Linked DNA regions of Mus musculus: all the other regions are linked to region 3. The links are chromatin contacts, called in public HiChIP or PLAC-seq maps. All regions are on one chromosome and are shown on one strand. Each heading gives the region's core, a stretch centred on a gene start, on an enhancer-like site or on the middle of the called end of the contact. The rest is flanking DNA. Distances are from core to core; before and after follow the strand shown. Region 1 overlaps Pde4b (phosphodiesterase 4B, cAMP specific). Region 2 overlaps Pde4b (phosphodiesterase 4B, cAMP specific). Region 3 has its middle 25 kb from the start of Gm24869. Region 4 overlaps Sgip1 (SH3-domain GRB2-like (endophilin) interacting protein 1).

Evidence for each region. HiChIP or PLAC-seq counts read pairs in DNA pulled down with a chosen protein or histone mark.
Region 1: a CTCF HiChIP or PLAC-seq map of CD8 T cells shows a contact between it and region 3, with 9 read pairs. The contact joins two enhancer-like sites. A contact is called at or near these places in 1 of 15 datasets of contacts at CTCF or cohesin (CD8 T cells), 1 of 484 Hi-C or Micro-C datasets (Th1 cells), 3 of 115 datasets of contacts at active chromatin or transcription factors (CD8 T cells, DN3 thymocytes and bone marrow-derived dendritic cells) and 2 of 9 other capture datasets (adipose tissue and liver).
Region 2: a contact with region 3 is called in a CTCF HiChIP or PLAC-seq map of CD8 T cells, with 7 read pairs. The contact joins two enhancer-like sites. A contact is called at or near these places in 4 of 15 datasets of contacts at CTCF or cohesin (CD8 T cells, the NIH/3T3 cell line, large pre-B cells and 1 more), 45 of 484 Hi-C or Micro-C datasets (the 63-12 cell line, B cells, the CH12 cell line and 27 more) and 7 of 115 datasets of contacts at active chromatin or transcription factors (CD8 T cells, DN3 thymocytes, T-cell acute lymphoblastic leukemia and 4 more).
Region 4: a contact with region 3 is called in a BATF HiChIP or PLAC-seq map of CD8 T cells, with 5 read pairs. The contact joins two enhancer-like sites. A contact is called at or near these places in 1 of 15 datasets of contacts at CTCF or cohesin (pro-B cells), 3 of 484 Hi-C or Micro-C datasets (gonadal supporting cells, liver and nephron progenitors) and 1 of 115 datasets of contacts at active chromatin or transcription factors (CD8 T cells).

What each region holds. Positions count from the first base shown.
Region 1 is chr4:102,572,232-102,577,066 of GRCm38.p6, forward strand. The region is part of intron 6 of Pde4b (phosphodiesterase 4B, cAMP specific); the gene reads left to right. Among named protein-coding and RNA genes, the nearest start is that of Gm52667, 5.2 kb to the left of the region's middle. Within about 2 kb of position 2,205, at least 146 of the 459 cell types and tissues checked have an H3K27ac peak or open chromatin away from gene starts, as enhancers often do. A contact at or near this core is called in CD8 T cells, where this site is marked.
Region 2 is chr4:102,496,484-102,501,642 of GRCm38.p6, forward strand. It overlaps Pde4b (phosphodiesterase 4B, cAMP specific), which reads left to right. Exons shown (of 15, transcript NM_019840.2): 3 at 1,139-1,175; 4 at 1,271-1,341. Among named protein-coding and RNA genes, the nearest start is that of Gm52668, 16 kb to the right of the region's middle. Within about 2 kb of position 2,643, at least 28 of the 459 cell types and tissues checked have an H3K27ac peak or open chromatin away from gene starts, as enhancers often do. A contact at or near this core is called in CD8 T cells, Th1 cells and group 2 innate lymphoid cells, where this site is marked.
Region 3 is chr4:102,709,510-102,714,678 of GRCm38.p6, forward strand. No RefSeq gene overlaps it. Among named protein-coding and RNA genes, the nearest start is that of Gm24869, 25 kb to the right of the region's middle. Within about 2 kb of position 2,437, at least 21 of the 459 cell types and tissues checked have an H3K27ac peak or open chromatin away from gene starts, as enhancers often do. A contact at or near this core is called in CD8 T cells, Th1 cells and group 2 innate lymphoid cells, where this site is marked.
Region 4 is chr4:102,952,438-102,957,657 of GRCm38.p6, forward strand. It overlaps Sgip1 (SH3-domain GRB2-like (endophilin) interacting protein 1), which reads left to right. Exons shown (of 26, transcript NM_001285852.1): 20 at 3,662-3,773. Among named protein-coding and RNA genes, the nearest start is that of Tctex1d1, 31 kb to the right of the region's middle. Within about 2 kb of position 3,309, at least 41 of the 459 cell types and tissues checked have an H3K27ac peak or open chromatin away from gene starts, as enhancers often do. A contact at or near this core is called in CD8 T cells, where this site is marked.

The DNA.
Region 1 (4,835 bases), core at 955-3,454, 140 kb before region 3:
TGGGGTTTTAACTAATATTTTCTGACTTCTCTCAAGCTGGGACTTTCCAGGTTGATGTAACACCCAGCCGCTTCCCCATGTTGGGGGCTTCACTGCGTAACTTCTCCAAATCACTCTGGGATTTACAGAGAATATTCTGCAGTGGCTTTGCCTGCCTCACAGCGTCAGCAGCTGTTGTGTGGTCCCTTATTTTGTGATATTTGATGCAACCTGCGGATCTAAAACTCTGTGGTGATATTTTCTCTAGGAAAGCCATGAATCTCTAGAGTCACCAAGATGAAACCAGGGACTAACCAGAAGAGAACAAGAGCAGACAATCTTTACATTCCCGTTGGTTTGCATGCCATGTGTGTGTGTGTGTGTGTGTGTGTGTGTGTGTGTGTGTGTGTCTAGAGTGCTGGCCTTGTCCACTGCCTAACTTGCAAAGTTATTAAAAATGTATCAATGAATGAAAGGAGGCGTGCATTGAGACCCAGAAATTCTCAGTCCCTCAAGCTTCCAGTCCTTGCTGATGGTTGTCTGAGGCAGGAAGCAATGAAAGTTGAATAGAGTTAACACTGAAGAGCCACGCAGGTTTAGCTGAAGCAGAAACTACTAGCTGCCTCACTTGTTAGCAAGGTCCCTAGTGGGAAGGTGGCAGGGCAAAGCAGTTATGCAGGGGGTAAATGAGAGGATACCATTTTTTAAAGAAGATCTCTCCACTGAACTGTTTTCTTCACTGTTGGTCAGATGAATGTCTTGGGCGAAGCTGAGCACAGTGGCAGGGGTGTGATGTATAACAGCCCAATGAGAATGTGTTGTGACCACCAGAGAAAAGGCTCATCAGAATTATCTGGGAAAGTGAGACTAAGTTATGCACAATGAAATTTTTACCTTACATTAAAATTTTCAGTGTTGAAATGATCTGAGTGTTCTGTGTAGTTGGAAAGGTCCTCTTTGCTATCACTAAGTAGCCAAATTTGGTCACATTTGGCTTACTTTTATGGAACAAAGGAGCCTCAGCAAAACTGAATTCCAGAGCTGAAAGGGAACATAAATGTAACGCCTTACAGAGGGTGGAAGACTGCGAAGAAGAGCTTTGGAACTGGAGGCGCATGGTTCCAATTCTGCCAGTCTCACTTGCTAGTCTTTTTACTTAACTGCCCAGAGATTCAGTTTTACAGTATAGAGGTGGGTCTCATCTCACCAGGTTTAGTATCCCCAAAGCGCTTAAGAAAGCGCCTGCCAGGAAGCAGGAATCCTGTGAGCGATCCCTTACTAACACCTACTTCATGGTTGCAAAACCAAATCTGTGTCCCTACTTGTGTTTCAGAGCTGACCCAAAGGCTTTTATTTACAAAGTCTGAACTTGACTTCAGAGCACAGATGGCAGAGCCTCTGTCCTGTGAAGTGAGTGTTATTTGGTAACATAGGTGCCAGTCTGTGGAGAAGGTGAAGAAAGGCCTGTCTGGTAGGGGGAAAGCAAATGGCCTTTAGGGTTTCTTACACCTGGACCGGGCAGTGCTTCCTTGTTTGTTTATGTTTTTCCTTGACCTACCTGTGGCCTAAAGAAATGGAAGGATTCATAAGTGGAGCAGATTTTCCCTGCGCTTCTTAGGGCAGGTGGACAGGAACTGCTACTGTACCTAACAAAAACAGTCTTGGTCTTTGCCTCAGTTTTCTTGACCCTTAAATATTAGCAATAGGCCAAGAGGAATTTCAAAATTTTAGAGACACTTGCAGCCAGGTGAATTAGTGTTAAAGAACATTTTCTTTTTCAAACTTAAAAAAAAAAGTAAAACTGGTAAGAAGACGGAGCAGGGGAACGGGAGCTTGAAGGACAGGGGCATGGTTTCTGGTGTCAGGAAGAATGCCTGGACCCCTCAGTGACCAGTCCAAGTTAAAGGTTAGGCATGTATGCCAGCCGGCTGGCCCCTCTTAGATTTGTACATTAATTGTTGTTTTGAGTTTTGCCAGCTCTCCTTACCTGGAAGAATTGTCTTCCCCTTCAGCAAAAAATGCGTTAGAGCATGAGTTCATCTGCCAAAAAACAGCCTGCTGTTTTGAAAACAGGATGCCTGAGCTCTGCCCCTCCAAAAAAAGAGGAACGGAAAGAGAAACAGTATAGAAAGGAAGAAAGCAAACAGCCCCACAGGGATCCCCAGGCCAAGTGCGGCACAAACAGTGACCTCTCTTTCCGACCTTCTCTATGGCTCAGTTCCTGAGCTCCTGTCACCAAAGCCAACCCACGTCATCAGAGCAGGATAGGAGGAATGGCACAGCTGCTGTGAGGGTGACTAGAATTTCCTGTCGCCTTCCTGACCAACGCAGTCAGAGAAGTACAGGGTTGCAACAACAGTGGCTGAGGAAGGATGGGCCCAGAACAATCCCGGGGAGGTGGGGCGGGACTGGGAAGGGATGGGAGGTGTTCCTTCCCACTCTGGACAGAGAAGCATAGTCGTTCATCCAGGATTTTCAGGTGAAAAGCATCAAAAGGCTTATTAGTACCTGGTATAGTGGATATAGAAAGATGAACATACTGTATCTTCAACTGCAGCTACATTCAAATGATTAGTCACAGCCCCAGATACCCTCCAAACACCCTGCGGTGGGACGTTGTTTTCTTTCTCTATCAGCTTTGCCTGGGACAGGTTTGGACCCAGATGATGAAATTGGACGTTCTGAAATTGGAAAGTCCAGTCTCGGATACCAAAGCTTCCTTTGGACTAAGGAGCTGGAGTAGAGTCCTTGAGTCAACGTTTGCTGCGGCACTTCACCAGCTGGGAGTGGGGGATAAATGGCACTTTCTTGAGGCATCCTGAAATCCCATACAGACACCATTACTGGAAAAGTGAGTCCTCCTGGCTGTGCAGGCTTAGTTCTCCAGCTCCACTCTGAGAACTTGTACCAGCCTGGGCTCCTTGGACGGAAGGGACTAACTAAAGTCACTCAATTCTACCAGCCTGGAGGCACTAGGAAACCTGAATGTGTAATTCTGGGAGGTGATCATGACCGAGGCAAGACAAGCGTTCTAAAGTTGAAGGGAGTCATTTTCTGTACCCCTGAACAATCAATCAGTAACTATGGGAAACACGGTGCCTAACGGAATTGAAAGGAAATAGATCTCATTGGCCAGTAGATGCATCTCAGAACTCTCCCAGGAGAAGGGATGCAGGTTGTTGAAGGATTAATCGATGATGATGGTGAGAAAGGAGTTTCCCTTAACACAGAGGGGCCTTTTATTGCTCCCTGGGTTTGAAGGAAGCCTTAGTATGGTTTCTTCCAGCTGTGCAGAAGGGCTTCATCAGACCAAAAAAAAAAAATGGGTTTCCTACTAGACCTTACTGTGCCTCTGGCCAGACTCCTCATTCCCTGCCCAAATGGCTTTTACCCTTCTTCCAAGGGCCTCTATGTGGGTGTGCTTCCACACAGGTACACACGCAGAGGCCCCAGGCACAGCCATGTAGCAGCAACACGGGACTGGGGAGAAGGTATGTGGGCTGTGGCAGAGGCTCACACGAGCTTACCTGGGAGGTCCTGAGTGGTGAAACAGGGAGAGAGTAGGATGTAGTCCAAGTTAATGGAGGCTAAGCTCTAGTTGACCTCCTAGACTATGATGGACTATCTGTGAAGTTAGCAGTTTAGGAGATAGCTTAAGTGACGTTCTTAAGCATTTAGGCTTGTAGAATGCACCCTGACAGATGTTGGGGATGATCTTGCTCTAAAGAATAAAGCGAGCATTGGTTCTGACCAGCAGGAGGGGAGGTGTGCATTCCTTGACCCAGTTTTCTCTCTTTGCTAGCTCAGCCTAAAGTGAGAAAATCTGAGTATAAGCCACGAGTTTAAGTTCTAGCTCTACCTTTACTGGGGATATTTTTCAGAGCAATTGAATAATTTTTTAAAAATCTTTTTATTTCCTTATTATAAAACAAAGTAGTTGGAATAGATTATTTTTGCGGTTTACTTCAGGTCTCCAATTTTTTGTTGGTAGACAGCCCGTGTCTCACACAGGGGTAGATGACTGCATGCTAACTCCTTTACCCTCATTCGTCTGTGAATATACAGACTCTTTGAGATAGGCACTATCTATGGGTGGTTAAAGTGGGATTTAGCTGAAATAACTTGATAAGCATGAATAAAATCACCATGCCTGGAAATGTAGCTCATTAGTAGAGTGCTTGTAACCATTCAGGGGGCTTTGAGATCCAACCCTAATTATAACACAAATGTGCATATGTGCATGTGCACGCTTGCATGCACACACACACACACATACACACGCACATGCACGCACACTCATACACACAAGAGGTTTTAATTCCAGGTGCTGGGGCTATGGCCCAGTGGTAGTATGCTTGGCTAACACACATGAAGCTTTAGACTTGATGGGGTTGGGAGAGCATCAGAAATCCTGGTCTGGATCCCAATGAGACAAATAAATGGAAGGGAAGTGTAGCGGGGCTTAGTGATCCTTCACCGTGAATTGGTGGTGTTTGGTTGGAGGTCTTATCCTGTTTGGTTAGGTTTGGTTCAGATTTCTAGTGTGCAGTTACATTGTTCTTGTAGCCTAGCCATTAATTTCAGACTCTGCTTGGCTGGAAAGTAGTCCTTCTAACACAGGTAAGGGGGAAAACTGTGATAGTTCTAGAAAGGAGTGGATGACCACTCATGAAAATGGAATTGTCAGACATGTCTGTCAGTGTCAGACTCATCCCTTACATTTTGTGGATTAGTGTGCAAAGCTGCAGTTCTCTTTGTTTTCCCTAATTTTGCTTAAGATAAAACAGTAAACATTTCTTGGAAGATGTGGTCCACTTCCAAATTCCTTTGTACACTGACTAGCCACCTCTTCCCTC
Region 2 (5,159 bases), core at 1,393-3,892, 210 kb before region 3:
CACACAACAGCCAATCACATAAAGAATGCTTACTGCTTGCCAGTTCCCTTTCTGGTTCTTATCACTGTTCAAACTGGGCCTTCGAAGCGTTTCAGAGAATGCCTGACTAAAGACGAGGGTGGAGACCGCCACACTAACAAGGCACTTTGCTAAAGCCCATATCAGAGAAGGGTAGACATGGACACTCGTGCTCTTCCGCTCTGAAACCCAACGTTGCATGGTGCCTGGTACCCGGAAGGTGTTTAATTATTGCAGGGTACCCTCGCATGACCATGAAGGAAGGGCCACCTTTGCTGTGATGGTAGAGGACAGAGGAGGTAGGCCAGACAGGGAGGGGAGTTCACTGCCATCAGCTTCCATGTTGCTGATTCACGGGGTGCCAGCAAATTAACCTAATTTGGTGATGGTGGCTAATGCGGTTTCCCAAACCTTCAGCTGAGAGCTTGCTGAAGGCAGTCTTTAGCAGATTAAGGGAGCAGATGCCAGCGCACGGAAAGTGCGTTGCTGCAAACATAGTTTCACTGGTCCCAAGCGCAGACTGATGAAACAGGAGGTAGAGCGTAATTAGGTCTTTGGGACCAGATGAGTGTCAACTGTTACTGCTTAGGAGGCTCAGACTGCACATTCCCATTAAAATTTTTTTCCTTGGGTACTTTAAAAAGAAAAAGAAAAAAAGATTATATTAAAAACAAAAAGTAATGGAATTCCCAGACAGAAATCTGTATTTAAATGGTATTAAAGCTGTGGTTCAAATCAACAAAAGCCAGGAAATCCAATGTTACCCTTTATCCAGACTGTTATACCATTTTTTCCAGTGCACAGTGTGCCTATGGGCAGCCCTTTGAGTTTCCTGGCTCAGGCAAGTCAAATCCACAAGTCAGTATGAATTATAGGAATCTGGGCTTGCCATTTAGTGGGACCGCATGCCCCAAGGGCACATGCTTACTTGCCAAAGCTTTTAGACAGAATCACACAGTTAGGCTGGGAGTCACGAGCTGGGTAGTGTTTTTCTCTTTCAGGTTCATGGGCTCCTGCCTTTCTCCCAGAACAAGTAGGTCACTAACACTGATAAACTTAGTGTAACATGTGTGTCGCAGTTGATATTCATCTCTTCTGCTTCTTTCTCTCTTTTCACCAGACACGGCGATGACCTGATTGTCACTCCTTTTGCCCAGGTACGTAGGGATCATGCTCGCCTGAAATTCATCACTGGTGTGATTTTAAATACAGTCCTTTGACCCTAACCAATTCTGAAACATTCTCCTTGCAGGTTCTTGCCAGCTTGCGAAGTGTAAGAAACAACTTCACCCTGCTGACGAACCTTCATGGAGCGCCGAACAAGTAAGCCTCGTTGTTCTGCAGAATTTTAGTTCCCTCCCACAACAGCACAGAACGCTGAAGGACACTGGACTCAAACATTAGAGACCAGCCCTATAAGCTGAGTCACAACACACAACCCATCTGGAAATATACAGTCTAAGGGCCAAGAAGTTCTCTTGCGTTTCAAAGATCATCATAGCCTCAGAGGGTCATAGAACCCACGATCTTGGCAAAGGTTAGGAGAGGTTTGCAAACCCATGCATTCAACCTCTGGTTTAGAGAAGGAAATCTTGAGTGTCAGGAATCTGGCAACTAGCTTGTGGATGTACCATGGGTTAGAGAAACATTGGATCTGAGGCTTGATTCTCTTGCTTTCCAGTCAGTAGTTACCACAGCAGGATCTATATTCAGTCTTTGTTAAGTGGTCCATCCATCATTTGTTTGACTTCATCCAGATTCTGATGAGGCAGGTAATAGGAAGTGCAGGTAGAGCCTAATTGGACAATTATCCTCCTCTCACTGTCCTGTGGTTTGTTCTGCAGTAAGTCTCCTTGCAAGAGGAAGTTGCATACTGCTGTGGCATCTCTCCTATCCCGGTCTCTCCACTGTTCTGCAGGCTCTCACCAGAGAGCATTATCTTACACACTATTTGTGTGATCATGCCCATCTTTGGCTAGGGCATTGCAGGGGACCACTCTTTGGGATGAAAAGTAGATGCTTATACATTGTAGCTAAGATGCCTCACCACCCAGATTAAATTAACATGATGGAACATTGGTTGTAGTATATTTAGAAAAAAAGAAATAGTTGAGCATTCCCTATCAAAAAAATCCAAAATTCAGGCTTTTTGAACTCTGATATGATGCCAAGAATGAAGAGATCCACATCTGGCCTCGAGTGATCGCTTGCACAGAGTTGCACTATGAGATCGCCATTGGGTTATTTATGGAATGTGCACATAAAACAAATGAATTTTCTATTCAGTCTTGATTCCCTTCCCTAAGATTTCTCACCATGCAGATTAAGATATTCCAGAATCTGAGATATAAACAAAAAAGCAAATCTGAAACTTTCAACACTCAGGGACACCCAGCCAATATGTGGAACTTGGGTTTGGAGCTTTGCTTCCTATTTATTCACTTAATAATCCATCCCTTGAATATTTATTTCATACATACTATTCATCCATGCCTGCATGTACCTAATTGCACAGATACTTACTGGCCATTCACTTTATATCAAGCACTGATGATCTCATAGTGGTCCACACAGCTAAGGTCTCTGCTCCTTTGTGGCTTATGTGCTAACAGGAAGTGCCGGTGATTAATCAGTGAGCAGTCAGATCACATCTCTGTCACATGGGCTGGAGCAACTGGGACCCAGGAGTTTTCTGTCTATTCCCCTCTACACTTTCTGCCTAGACTGTCTTCTTATACCTGTCACAGTCAGATTAGCCATGTTCTGACATCTTTTAGGTTGAGTGTCATCTTTTTCAATATGCTTTTCTGATCCTGCTAAGCCTACCTGAGTGATCTCTATTTGGCCCAAAGGCATGCTAATGACCTAACACACTGTCTTTACTGGAAATTAGGAATTTCCTTACCATTGCGTGTTGTTCTCCGGGTAATTGGTTTCTGGGACTATTCATATTGGCCACACATTCAGTTCTGGAATCTGCTTAGAATCATTCTGCTTGGAAATCATATACGTGGGCAAGTTAATTATCTTTTCTGGATCTTGGTTTCCTAAACTGTAAGATAAGGTTGTATGGGGATTAAGTGAATTAATATTCAGAAAGCACTCAACTGGCATATAGCATAGTAACTGTAAGCTATTATAACTGATAATTCATCTTACTGAACCTAGAAGGGTTTTCATATCAATTATCTCAGCAATGGCCTCCACAAGCAATAGTCGTGACAGATATTATTACTTCCACTTTACAGATAAGGAGTCAAGGCTGAGATTAAATGACCTGACTATGATCAACCACACAGCTTCTAGTGAGCACCTGTTCACTCCCCCTGGGTGCAGAAAAAGTCCTTGGACAGCTTAAACGTTTATGTAGGAGCCATGTAAGAAACAGAGGACAATCAGAGAAGCTAAAGGCAAACATTAACTAAGCCAGTGTCCTTAAGAATGTAGCCCCAGGTCAGAATGTTACAGGTGGGACAAGGAAGAAATGATGAGTAGATTTCACAAGCTTCTTTAGTATAACCACATTTGAGACCAAACTGATGTGTTACACAGATCCAAGTAGACATGGGGCTGGCATGATATTTTCAATGCTATTTGTTAGCATAGGTGTGGCTGTTCCTCCTCTATCAGTAGCATTAGAGACAGCCTAACCCTGATAATTGATACATTGAAGCTGCTTCCTTAAAAATTGGGTCTTCACATCGCTGTGTGTTCTGGATTACACAAAGCTCTGGGAAACAGGTATCTTAAGACCCTAAACAAATATCGTGCACAGAATGTACCTAGAGGCATGATCACCCTCACACTGAGAACCATCTCTCAAACCAGGACGCCTTGTGTCACATTTGTCCAAGACAAGACATATTTATAAAAGGGAGTATGTCTCCAGCAGTTAGCCCTCGGCATCTGCTGATCTTCTTGCAAGTCCATATCTGTGTTTTATAGAGTTAGTCTTGCCATGTATTGTTAGACTTTTAGATTATCTTATTTCAAGATAGGGTTTCCCTCTATAGCCCCAGATGACCTGGAACTCACTAACTCACCTTGTGGCTCGGGCTGGCCTTGATCTCATGGCAATCTAGATTATAGATTTCACAAGCTTCTTTAGTATAACCATATTTGAGACCAAACTGATGTGTTACACAGATCCAAGTAGACGTGGGGTAGGCTTCTGAAGTACTTGGGAATACAGGTATGAGCTACTATCTCCAGCATGATCTCACATATCTCTATAATCAGCTTCAAAGGACAAAAACTTCAGGAAAGGCAGATCCTCTAGCACTTCTCCAATAGGGGCAGAGAGCACTTCTGTGAGGTTCTGGCTAAGACCTGAGTGGTGTTGGTTTTAAGCCACAAGTGGACCAATATGGTAGGGGTAGGTTGGAGAGCTGAGAGTCCACTGATACAGGCCACTCTACTGCTAGGTGGTCAGTGCCCACCAATAAATAAGAAAAGAAAGTGAAGATAAGATTGTCTACCAGGGGTGCACACGGCATACAGAAAGCATTCCCCCTCCCCACTACATGCATTATGTTAACAATTGGAGCTGTAAGATCCATGGAATTTAGAAGTTGCTTTCTGGGATATTTAACGTGGGTTCCAGGGTACCACTCCCTGTCTTGAATGTAGCATTTAAGCAGTAATTATGTCCTTGGCGTGGTTTTCATGAGACATCTGGCTAGTGTGGTTTATTATGTGAAAGGAACTCCCACCCAGAGCTATACTTCTCTTAGCTTACGGTTTCTTTTATCTTTTGGCTCTTTGCTCTGCATAAAGCGGTCCATTGTCTGCCCGAGCTTTGCCACCCAAAGGGTAAAAAAAAATCTTAAAATTTCTGCTAAGGTGGTTTCCTTTCCACCTTAATGAAATGAAGGACCAGGACTGTATTTCTTGGCTGCAAATAAAAACTTACACTTCCGTTGTCCCAGGAGTTAATTTTGAAAACTGTAGCTTTCATTTGGGGTTGTTAATCAGAGACATTTCCTTGAAGTACTTGATGGCTTCCAAAAGACCGGTGGTACTGTTGAGAGTACTCACCACCCAGTACCCGAAATGGCCTCTTCCATCATCCAGTAGCAATGACTGATATGTGTGACATATCAGTGGCATACAGAGGAATCACATCGTCTTTGCATTCACAA
Region 3 (5,169 bases), core at 1,187-3,686:
AGATTGGAGTTCAAAATCTTGGCTATAATAGGACAGGAAATCCGTATGCTGAATGGAGAATGTTTGCAAACTGAAGTAATCACAGTATTGTGCATTTCCAAGACTGAGCAAAAATTTCTTAGGGGCTTCCAAAGTGCTACCATAGGATAAGAGCGGGTGCTTGTCAAATGGGGAAATTGAAATTTCACTAGGGTGTGACTCCTCCTTCCCTGATGAGTCCAGAGAAAAGAAGTTTATTGTGGCCACAAGCTATGCACAAAATGAAATGGATGAACAGAACCATCCAGTATAAGAATTGGAATTGCTATATGTTGGCAATGAATAGTCCTAAAATCTTGGTGGTTTTGCAGATAAAAGTTTATTTCTTAATCATTAAATCTACTTTAAGATGGGCAGCTGTTCAAGACTATCCACTTTCTACTATGGACTGAATGTTTACCCCGAATTCCTACATTGAGAGCCTACTGTCCAACACAGGTATTGAGAAGTAGGATTGTCAGGTAATCAGGAGATGACGGCAACGCCCACCTGAATGAGATTTAAAAGAGGGCATGTGAAAATATAAGAAGTTGAACAGTCTGTGACCTTGAAGGGGTCTTCATCAGTACTCGGCTCCAGTGTTACTTTAGTCTTGAACTTTGGACCTTAGATCTATGAAACACAAATATGTCTGCTATGAGCCACTCAGTCTATTCATTTATTATAGCAACCTATAGACACGTACCAAATAGGGATCCAGGCTCCTGCCTCTTCACAGCTACACTCCCAACAGACAGCTACCAAACTCTAAGATCCTGTAGAAGTCACACCTACCCTAAGTTCTGTTGGCCAGAAGTATCCACTATTCTGCTTCCAAACCACTCACTAAACCTACCCACATGGCTTCACCAGATTTAGGTGCCTGGGATGTACCCAGGACAGAAAAAAGAAATAAATGTGTCAATCAAAGCAATGTGTGGAAGAGAAGGACTTTGGCCTCACAGCCCAGGAGGCTGGCAATGTTTACGTCTCTTCCCAACTGTGCATCCAATATTCAGCTGACCACACCTAGTCCATCAAGTTGCCACCATCTTTTGTAACCTTCCTCAAGGCACAGGGCCACACTCTTGCTGCAGGCCTTTATTGGATTTTGTATCTATGCAAGCAGTGTGTCCCTAGACTAGGAGATTGTAGAGCTATTATAGCGTCATTATGTAGAGCAGAAAGGTCTTAGCTTCACCCAATTGTTACTCTTTAAAGGTTACTCTTCTTGCCAAGCATCCTTCCCTGCTACTGAAAGCAATTCTGTAGCTTGGGTTATCCGTTAATAGTGGAAGCGAGTCATTCATTCCCTTTATGTGATTTTGGTGGCATTCACGCAACTCTACATTTGAAAATTAAAAATGCTTAAGTGAGTCTCCATGACCTCGATTACCTGAAAATATCAGGGATTTGCCTATTACTAAGAATTAAGAAAAACACCAAGACAGAACTGTTTGGAGCAGAGACTTAGTGCTTCTCTGTTTTGTTTTCTTGGCCTTGTAAGACTCCTGGTGTGACAGGATGAGTAATTTATATAAACTGTACTTTGCATAGTAACAGGGCCTCTATTATTTAATAAAGAAATTAGAGAAAGAAGACATCTTCTCTAGAGGATCATCATGACACGGAAAATACCAAGAGATACTAGAATCTACAGGGACACTTTGAGTGAGTGGTCCTGCATTGGACACTCAGAGACATGTTCAATAATGAGGCTATGAATACTCCACAGTCTCCAAACTCAAGTGTCCTGACACTCAAGTTCCATCTTTGAAAAAGTCTACCTTAAAATCTGTAAGAGCTACCAGCAATAAATAAAGGTGAAGCTAAATGCTAAATTCCATAATAAACGCCAACTTACAACTCTAAGAAAGAAGATGCAATCAACATCCAGGTCTAGGACAGAAGAAACAAACTGTAAACAAGTCAATACAAAAAGGAGAATAGTCAGAGGCTGATTCCTCTTGAGGTTCCAGAAACCACATAGACATAACTTCGAAAGGACATGGTGTTTACATAGAATTCATTCTCAGTATTTGACACAACCCAGTTTACCAAAATAGTTTGTTCACAGATGTTGATTTATTATGCCTCTTTCCAAAACATACTCAACTCTAACAAATGATTCATAATTTCTTGACAGTTTCCTTTTGAGTGGAGATCACTACAGATATTTAAAAAAAAAACCCTCAATGTAATTTCACATATAATGTATGTAGTTTTACACTGTGAAATTGAGGTCAATGCCAGCATTCAAAGATATTTTATCACCCACCATCTTAATTTATGTAAGCAATCGCTATGATGTTCTCACAACAAAGTCACTTATGGACACACTTCTCAGAAGGTATCCCGATTACCAAGCAACATATGACTGTGTCTTTCACCCATCACTCTTTGTGGTTCTTTTCATGCAGGTTCTAGTGAAACACGGAGGAGATCAGTGGTAATCTGTGGTTCCATCTCTACAGCCTTTGAGCATCTCTTCCCCACCTCGTTTCCTTCTGTGGTTTATACTGATTTTGATGTATTGCTTTAGCCTCTGGTGCCAATTCCTCCAGTTTATGTCCTGTCTGTAGAGTTTTCTCTTCTTCAGCTAAATATCTTCCCCCAAATTCTGATGTGAACAAGCAATTACCTTCTTAAGGTTCTCAGTGATTCCTCATTACATGTAGCTACAATATTGAGAGTATGTGCACACCCCTCTGTATACAGAACAAAAGTATTCTGAGGAGAATTCAGTCGAGAACAACTGTAAAAGAACTGAATTCCAGATATCCTGTTGGCTCTCATTCCCAATCACATGTGCTCAAAGTAATTGCAGTGATTTCATTTGTCTACACACACACACACACACACACACACACACACACACACACACACACACACACACATATACACAAGATTGATGTACCTGCCCAGGCCACCAAATTGGAAGGGAGAAACCTGAGCACCTGCCTCCTGCACCACTACTGCACGAATGTGTGATGGAGAGATGGGAAAGATGGAGGATGGACTATGTGGTGGAAAGACTGAAGAGAAATGTGAAGCAAAGGAATGAGTATACTGTGGCAAAGGTGGAACTGGAGACTCAGTGGTAGTAAGGAACATGCAGATACGAGGAGATCATGGTGAATTCCTGACCCTAGATGCTGCCAAGGGTCATGGCTGGGTCCATGGTCTTGCTTCAGCTGTGGACTGTGCCGAAGTCTGTGGCCCAAGTTTCCACCAACAGCCAAGAGGATTCCATAATCTGGGTGTATGCTGGAGACCATGTGGATATCAGAGGGCTATGCTGCCCCCAAGGTCCATGCTGATCTAAGTGGCCTGGCTGCAGGCCCAAGGCCATGGGGACATCTGGGTCCATGTTTTCTGAGTCCATGCTACTTTGGGAGCCAAGGTCTGTGTTGATGCCCAAGGTCCACGTTGCCACCCAAGACCATGCATATATCCCTGGTCTGGACTGTCACTTGAGGCACTGTGTTGAGCTGCCCCTGCCCCTAATCAGCTACCATGCTAGGGAGAGCTGGCTAGCCCTATCCTTCACCTAGCAGCACAGTAAAACTAACCCTGATGGCAGCGGAGGGGAGAGCCAGCTCCAAGGGCATGAGAGCAGGAGAACTGACATGGCATTGGGTGAGCCAGCTGGAGCAGTGCTCAAGAGCCCACCCTGGTGATTTGCGCACAGGAGAGTTGGTAGGCTGACCAATTCAGATACCTCTCAGGCCCAGATCCAAGGCTTTGAGTTGGTCCACCCCAACATCTACCTCACCTATGATCAGCTGAAACACATGATGGACAGTCCTGCAGATCCAAAGCTGCAGGATTTCCATCACACAGGGCAAAAAGAGAATATCAGAGAGGAGTTCCTGTGAGGATCCAGTATAGATAGTGTAGCAGAAGTCGCCCATTTCATCTACAGACAATTCTGTCTAGAGAAGGACACATGTTGCAGAATAGTCAACTACTGGCTTTATTGAGACAGGGACAGTGGCCCTTACATTTTCTGCATAAGTCTGTCAGATTGGTGATCCTTGGCCAGAAGGCCGGAGATGGATGCCCTTGGATTCTAAACGATTGGGGCACTGTGCAGATAGTCAGCTGTCACAACATTGCCTTAGTTTTGGAAGATATGTTTAGTGCTTCCTATATTTTCAGGTAATTTTAAGTCATTCTCAGATTTCTGGTGGGGTTGAAGACTGGTTGTAGTCTCATACCCAACCCAAGCTGTTTAGCATTAAGAGAGATGATATAGATTTGAGAGGATGTTTTTTCAGATGGTATACAATCTAAAACCAGGACACAGCTCAGGAGTAGAATGGTAAAAGCCTTTTAAGTTAGGAGAGACGGTAGAGTACTCAATCTAAATTGACAAGCTGATGAACTGGATGTCATTTATACCTCATACCATGTAATTTACTTGTCATGATTTTTTTTTCAATTTATATCTGGGAGAAGAGGTTTTTAAATTTTTTTATTGTACAGAAAAGGTGAGATGTAGGGGGAGGAGCTAATAAATAAAATCTGGTTCCCTAATTGTTTCTTAATTGGGCCAATAAAGACCGCAGAAGCTCATCACTGGGCGAAGAATAAGGTGAGATTTCCGGGTCCCAGGAGGAAGAGATGGGAACGAGAGATGATTGGGATTTGGAGCAGATAAGAAGTAACAGACATCTCTCAGGGACCAATAGTTTGTAGCCTCTGCAGGCCGCTGCCAAGGCTGAGGAGGATGGGGCAAGAAATTGTTCACCCAACAGTTGTGTTATTCGGCTGGTTTTAAAATATTAAGGATGTCTGGCGTTTTCCATCAAGGCGAGTCAGGTGGACAGGAGAAAATGGGCCGCCAGAGCAGTCGGTTTGTGGAGCGGGAGTGGTATCTCAGGAGGGACAGTTCTTTCTTTCTTTCTTTCTTTCTTTCTTTCTTTCTTTCTTTCTTTCTTTCTTTCTTTCTATACATTTTTTTCTTTATTTACATTTCAAATGTTATCGCTTTTCCCGGTTTCCCACCTCCCAGAAACACCCTATCCCATTCCTCCTCCCCATGCTTCTATGAGGGTGTTCCTCCACCCATCCACTCCCGCCTCCCCACCAGCCCTCGATTTCCCTACACTGGGGCGTCTATCGAGCCTTCATAGGACCAAGGATCTC
Region 4 (5,220 bases), core at 2,059-4,558, 240 kb after region 3:
TATCCCAAGTTTTTAAAAATTCTTGAGCACATCAGAAAGCCTGTCTTACTCAGATAATCTCCATACTGTGTTAAGTTGTGACAATCATCATAAAAATAGCTAATTTGATGCTGTTACAGACCAAGCACTACTCTAAATGCAATACATTTTTATCCTCACAACAGGCCTACAAAACGTTATGATTGAATCATTCCTGCCCAAAAATAGTTCAGACAAGTATCAGAAAAAGAAACCATCCCAGGCTGGATGCCAAATCCCATTCTCCCAGACTCTACGCAGTGTCATGGCTGAATGTCTATTCTAGTCTCCACACTGGTACCATCATCATCACTGGTACTGCCATCATCACCCCCATCACCCACCCCTAACAATTCTGGTAATAAAAGGCCAGTCTGTGAGCAGAGCTCCAGACCACTTACCAGTGATGCCTTCCTCAGTAAACATCTTCCATTGATTCATAGCATGACTCATGTAATTGTCCATTCACTTTAAAAGACCATTATCCACCTAAATCATATCACTTTACTCACAAAATTATCCTGGCTATTCAAATGTTTTGCAATTTTGAAGAATAAAATGCCCATGATATTCTCTTTATCTGTTAACATCTGTAATTCTTATCGATTTTATTTTCTTTTTAAGACGAGTCCTCGGACTGGATAGATAGCTCGGTGGGTAAAGGGCTTGGCTACATATGCTTGTGGATCTGAGTTCAATCCTCAGTGCCAAGGGCAAGCCAGGCATGGCTCTGTATGCCTCTGTGACTCCAAAACTGACGTGAGGCAGGTGGGTCCCGGGGCCTGCTACCCAGATGATTTAGTGGAAAACAGTTAGCTCCAGCTTTAGTTATAAATTCTTGTCTCAGAAGATGGAACAAAAGGGACTGAAGAAGACATGCAATGTCAACCTCTGGTCCCTACAGGCACACACAAGGGAAGTGAGTAGGCTACATTATACTGAACATGATCTAAATGTAGAGTACACACACACACACACACACACACACACACACACACACACACACCAGATAGTCTCTCATTTTCTAGGGGACTTTTCTTTTGGTTTTTCGAGACAGGGTTTCTCTGTATAGCCCTGGCTGTCCTGGAACTCACTTTGTAGACCAGGCTGGCCTCGAACTCAGAAATCTGCCTGTCTCTGCCTCCCGAGTGCTGAAATTAAAGGCGTGTGCCACCACGCTTGGCTCTAGGAAACTTTTCTAATCATCTCAGTTCCAGGAACCCCAAAGAACTCAAGAAACCGATACTGCTACTTCAGATTGTACAAATCTTGTATATATGTGTACTTTGCTCTGTGACATATGCGGAGATTTTCATATAGATTCTCAAAGGAAAATTATTTTAGTGTATGTTTTCACTTACAAATTTTCCAAGATAATTTATAAAACTCTTCATCACTGAATTTCTAACCATCCCGTTTTCTTTTCCCACACCAGCCTTTTAAAGCACTTGCTGAATTACTGTATTTGATGCAGGTGTTTTGTTTTGTTTTGTTTTATTACTACCTCACCAAAGCTCTAAGTTCCGATCACGTGGAAACATGATCTTGCTATAATGATAACAGCCTAAACCCCTTTCCACTCTGACCTACTTGTTAGTATCAGCTAGGGAACCTTGTCTTCAGGACTTGTTAATCATTCCATAAATATCCAAGTAAGCAAATGAATTGAGCAACACTATAAAATCACTTCTTCCGTTCTTATCTAATTATCTATAAATGAGTGTAGACATCACCTTTCTCGGATCTAACAATAGGTGATTCTTAAGGAAAGGTTGGTATGATCTTGGTTCTATTTCAGGAAATCTGCAATCCCGTGGCATGCACACTCCAATTGTCTGAAATTGTTTTCTTGACCCATATGGCCCTATAATTTTCCACTAGGGAAACAAAATAATATAGTCCTCAGAGCCTACATTTTGAATTCACACATACTTTAGTAGCAATCTTAAAATTTTTGCATTCCGGCTAGACAAAAACTGAGCAAGTTGTAGAAACTCTTTGAGCCTTGGTCCTGTATTAATTGGTTTTCTGTTATTGGAATAAAATGTTTAAGATCTTCAATTTAGGGACTGGAGAGGTGGCTCATCAGTTAACTATTTAATAGCAGTTAAGAACTTCCAGAGGACTTGGGTTCAATTCCCAGAACCCACTGGCATCTCACAACTGTCTGTAACCCCAGTTCCAGGATCTGACACCCTCACACAGACATACAGGCAGGCCATTGCACATTAAATAAAAATTAAAAAAAAAAACTTTTTAAAAAAGATCAACATAAAAGGAAGAAAGGTTTATTTGGGGTGACAGTTCCTTGGCCCTGGGCTGTAGGCCTGTGGTGGCACAGTGTATCCTGTCAAAAATGTGTATTGGAGGGGGCATTTTTGTCTCATAGAGGCCAGAAAGCAAAGAGTTATTCAGGAAAGAGGTAGAGTCATATCTCCTTCAATAGCATACTGTCAAAGACTTAAATTCTTTCCATGAGACCCCAATATCCTAAGGTTTCCAACATCCCCTGGAAGTGTTGCATGCTGGGAGCCATGCCTGTAATATAGTCTGCTAAGTGAGTATCATAACGCAGATAGTAAATGTGAAGAAAAGAATGCTGAGGGAGGCCTGTGCTCTCGGAAATGGTAATGCCAGTGGGGATGCTGTTGTATGAGGATGGCCATAACTACACACTGAAGTGTCGCTCCCCGGGACAAAGACCATGTTTAACTCATCTTGAGCATCCTCAGCTGAGGGACCCGAGGACTTGATACATGATACTAACAAATACTCATTAAATTGATGACCAACTACCAAGTACAAGATACTAAGAGCTGAATGAAGTAGAAAAAAGTAGGGGAGAGAGGATTGCAAAAATCCATGACGGTAAAAATACAAACTTTACAGAAAAGCAAATCTAGGTTTGGATTCTTGTTTTACTGCTTGGAAAACTGTATTATCTTGGACAACGCTCTCTAAACTTCAGCTTCCTCTCCTGTAAAATGTGACTTGCCTATCTTCCGGACTAAGGGGAAGGTGGAGTGAAGCCCTGCATGGTAGGCACTCATTGGCTCGCCTGGTGCACGGAGATACCGCTTTGGTCCGAGGCATGAGTGCCTTCTTTTGTCAATGTGTACGTTTCGGTGGCACACGCTTCAGGCAAGGAGCTTGACCTGCTGAGTCTGAGAGCAACTGAGCTTTTTAAAAGAGAAATAATGCAGAAACATAGCTCTGAGCTCTGTAACACCACGCGACCATCTCTTCCAAAGGAAGGCGTGTGAGTTTTCAATCTGAGCACGTGATTGGTGGAAGGCTCTAACGGGAAATAGGAAACTAACACTTCTCTCTTTTAACCACCTGCTGCACAAACTGTCATGCAAATACTGCCTCTTGCTTTATACAGGACGATTGTAAACCCTTGTGACTTTGTTATCTGCTTGGATTTTCTTCTGTACGTTTGTCTACAAGCCAGCCAAATATTTCCTCTTAAATACTTGTGCTCTGAGTTGAACACACAGCTACTGTTTAATCACATTCTTAGTGAGAGTCACCCCACCCTCCGATCCTTTAGTGAACTTTAATGCAGTGTATTTGTATTTTGACATATACAGTGTATTTTTACAGAAGCTGAAAATAAGTGGAAGTCTTTCGTCTCCCACAGGTTCCTCCCGGGGGCCCAGTCCCCTAACTATGGGGGCCCAGGACACCCTCCCGGTCGCAGCAGCTTTCACAGAAACTGTCAACGCCTACTTCAAAGGAGCAGATCCAAGCAAGTAAGCCTGGGATGAGGCCTGCGGTCTTCTAAAAGCCTGGTTCTATCTAGTGTGGGGGTAGGGTGGGGAGGACACTGACAGCCCTGCCTTCTGAAAAAGAGTTCTATGGATCAGATCCATAAATCTAAAAATTCTCTGAAATTATAGTGCATATCCTTTTTTTTTTTTTTCAAAGACAATCTTACTATGTAGCTGGTTGGTCTGGAGATGGCAACATAGAACAGACTGGCTTTGAACTCACAACGATCTGCCTCTGCCTCCCATGTTCTGACGTTACGTACGTACGTTACGTACGTGAGCCACATCTTATGTGTGCATTTCTTCACAGAGAGATATACGGCTCTCAGCACTCTGTTCCAATGGGAATCCTGGCTCCAAACTGTTGACAGGAATCATTAATCTACCTTGCACACCAAACACTTGCACCAGAAGTGTGCCAAGTGCATCATTAATTTAATTCTAGGCCTGAGTCCCATCAATAAACAAAAAGAAGCCTAAGTGAGCGATGAATGGCTCTTAGTTCTATCTTCACTCACAAGAACCGGGCTTTAAAAACAAGAAAAACTTACAATCTAGGACAAGCCTCGGATGTGCTCACAATTGGCATTACTAATTTTATTAAACAGTGAGAATTAAATACCATTGGAGCAACACATTTAAGTGGGAATTCACCTGGCAACGTATGGATCCATTCTCCCCTTCTGAAACATTGTTTCGAAACATCATGACTCTCCTGATCCACTCCTAGAAAGCCAATATAATTAGTAATCCAGCCCCCGAGTCATCCTACCCAGTCACTCGATCTTTCGTTCTTCCTGGGCGGCATAGCTTTTTCAACAGCAACTAGGTTTTATTCTAGATCTATAATAATACAAAGAAGCAAACACTACAAGCCTGGGGTTGATCCAGAGAGGTGGGGCATGAGAGAAAGAGAGAGAATGGGGGAGAAAGGAGAGGGGCTCATATAAGGCACATAAACACTGCCAGCTTAGGCTGACAAATACTTACTACATAGATATTAGTCCTGTAGACTCTGTTAGAACAACTTGACCAACTACCTGTTATAGGAGTTGGAAGAGTCATTGGTCGCTGACTGATGCCTTGAACACTGAGACTGATAAGAACTAAGAAAACAGAAGCATATTTATTCTTAAAAATTAATAAAATGTGGAGAGAATGTGTACTCTGTGGTGGAAATCCTGGGGGAATCACACAGCGGGTCCTCTACCTTACCTTCTTACTGGCTTTCATTTATTCACTCACTGACATATTTAGAGATGTAACTGGTGTTCTCAGCTTCTACTCTGGCCCCTCTGAAGTCCATCTCCGCACAGCACACCACTCCCTTGCTCCAAACTCTCATCTGTTCCCAGGGAAAACACTTCCCAGGGATTTCTGAGGTCCTGGGCGCTCTGTGTTCTGTTGATGAAGAGCTGCCAGCCACACC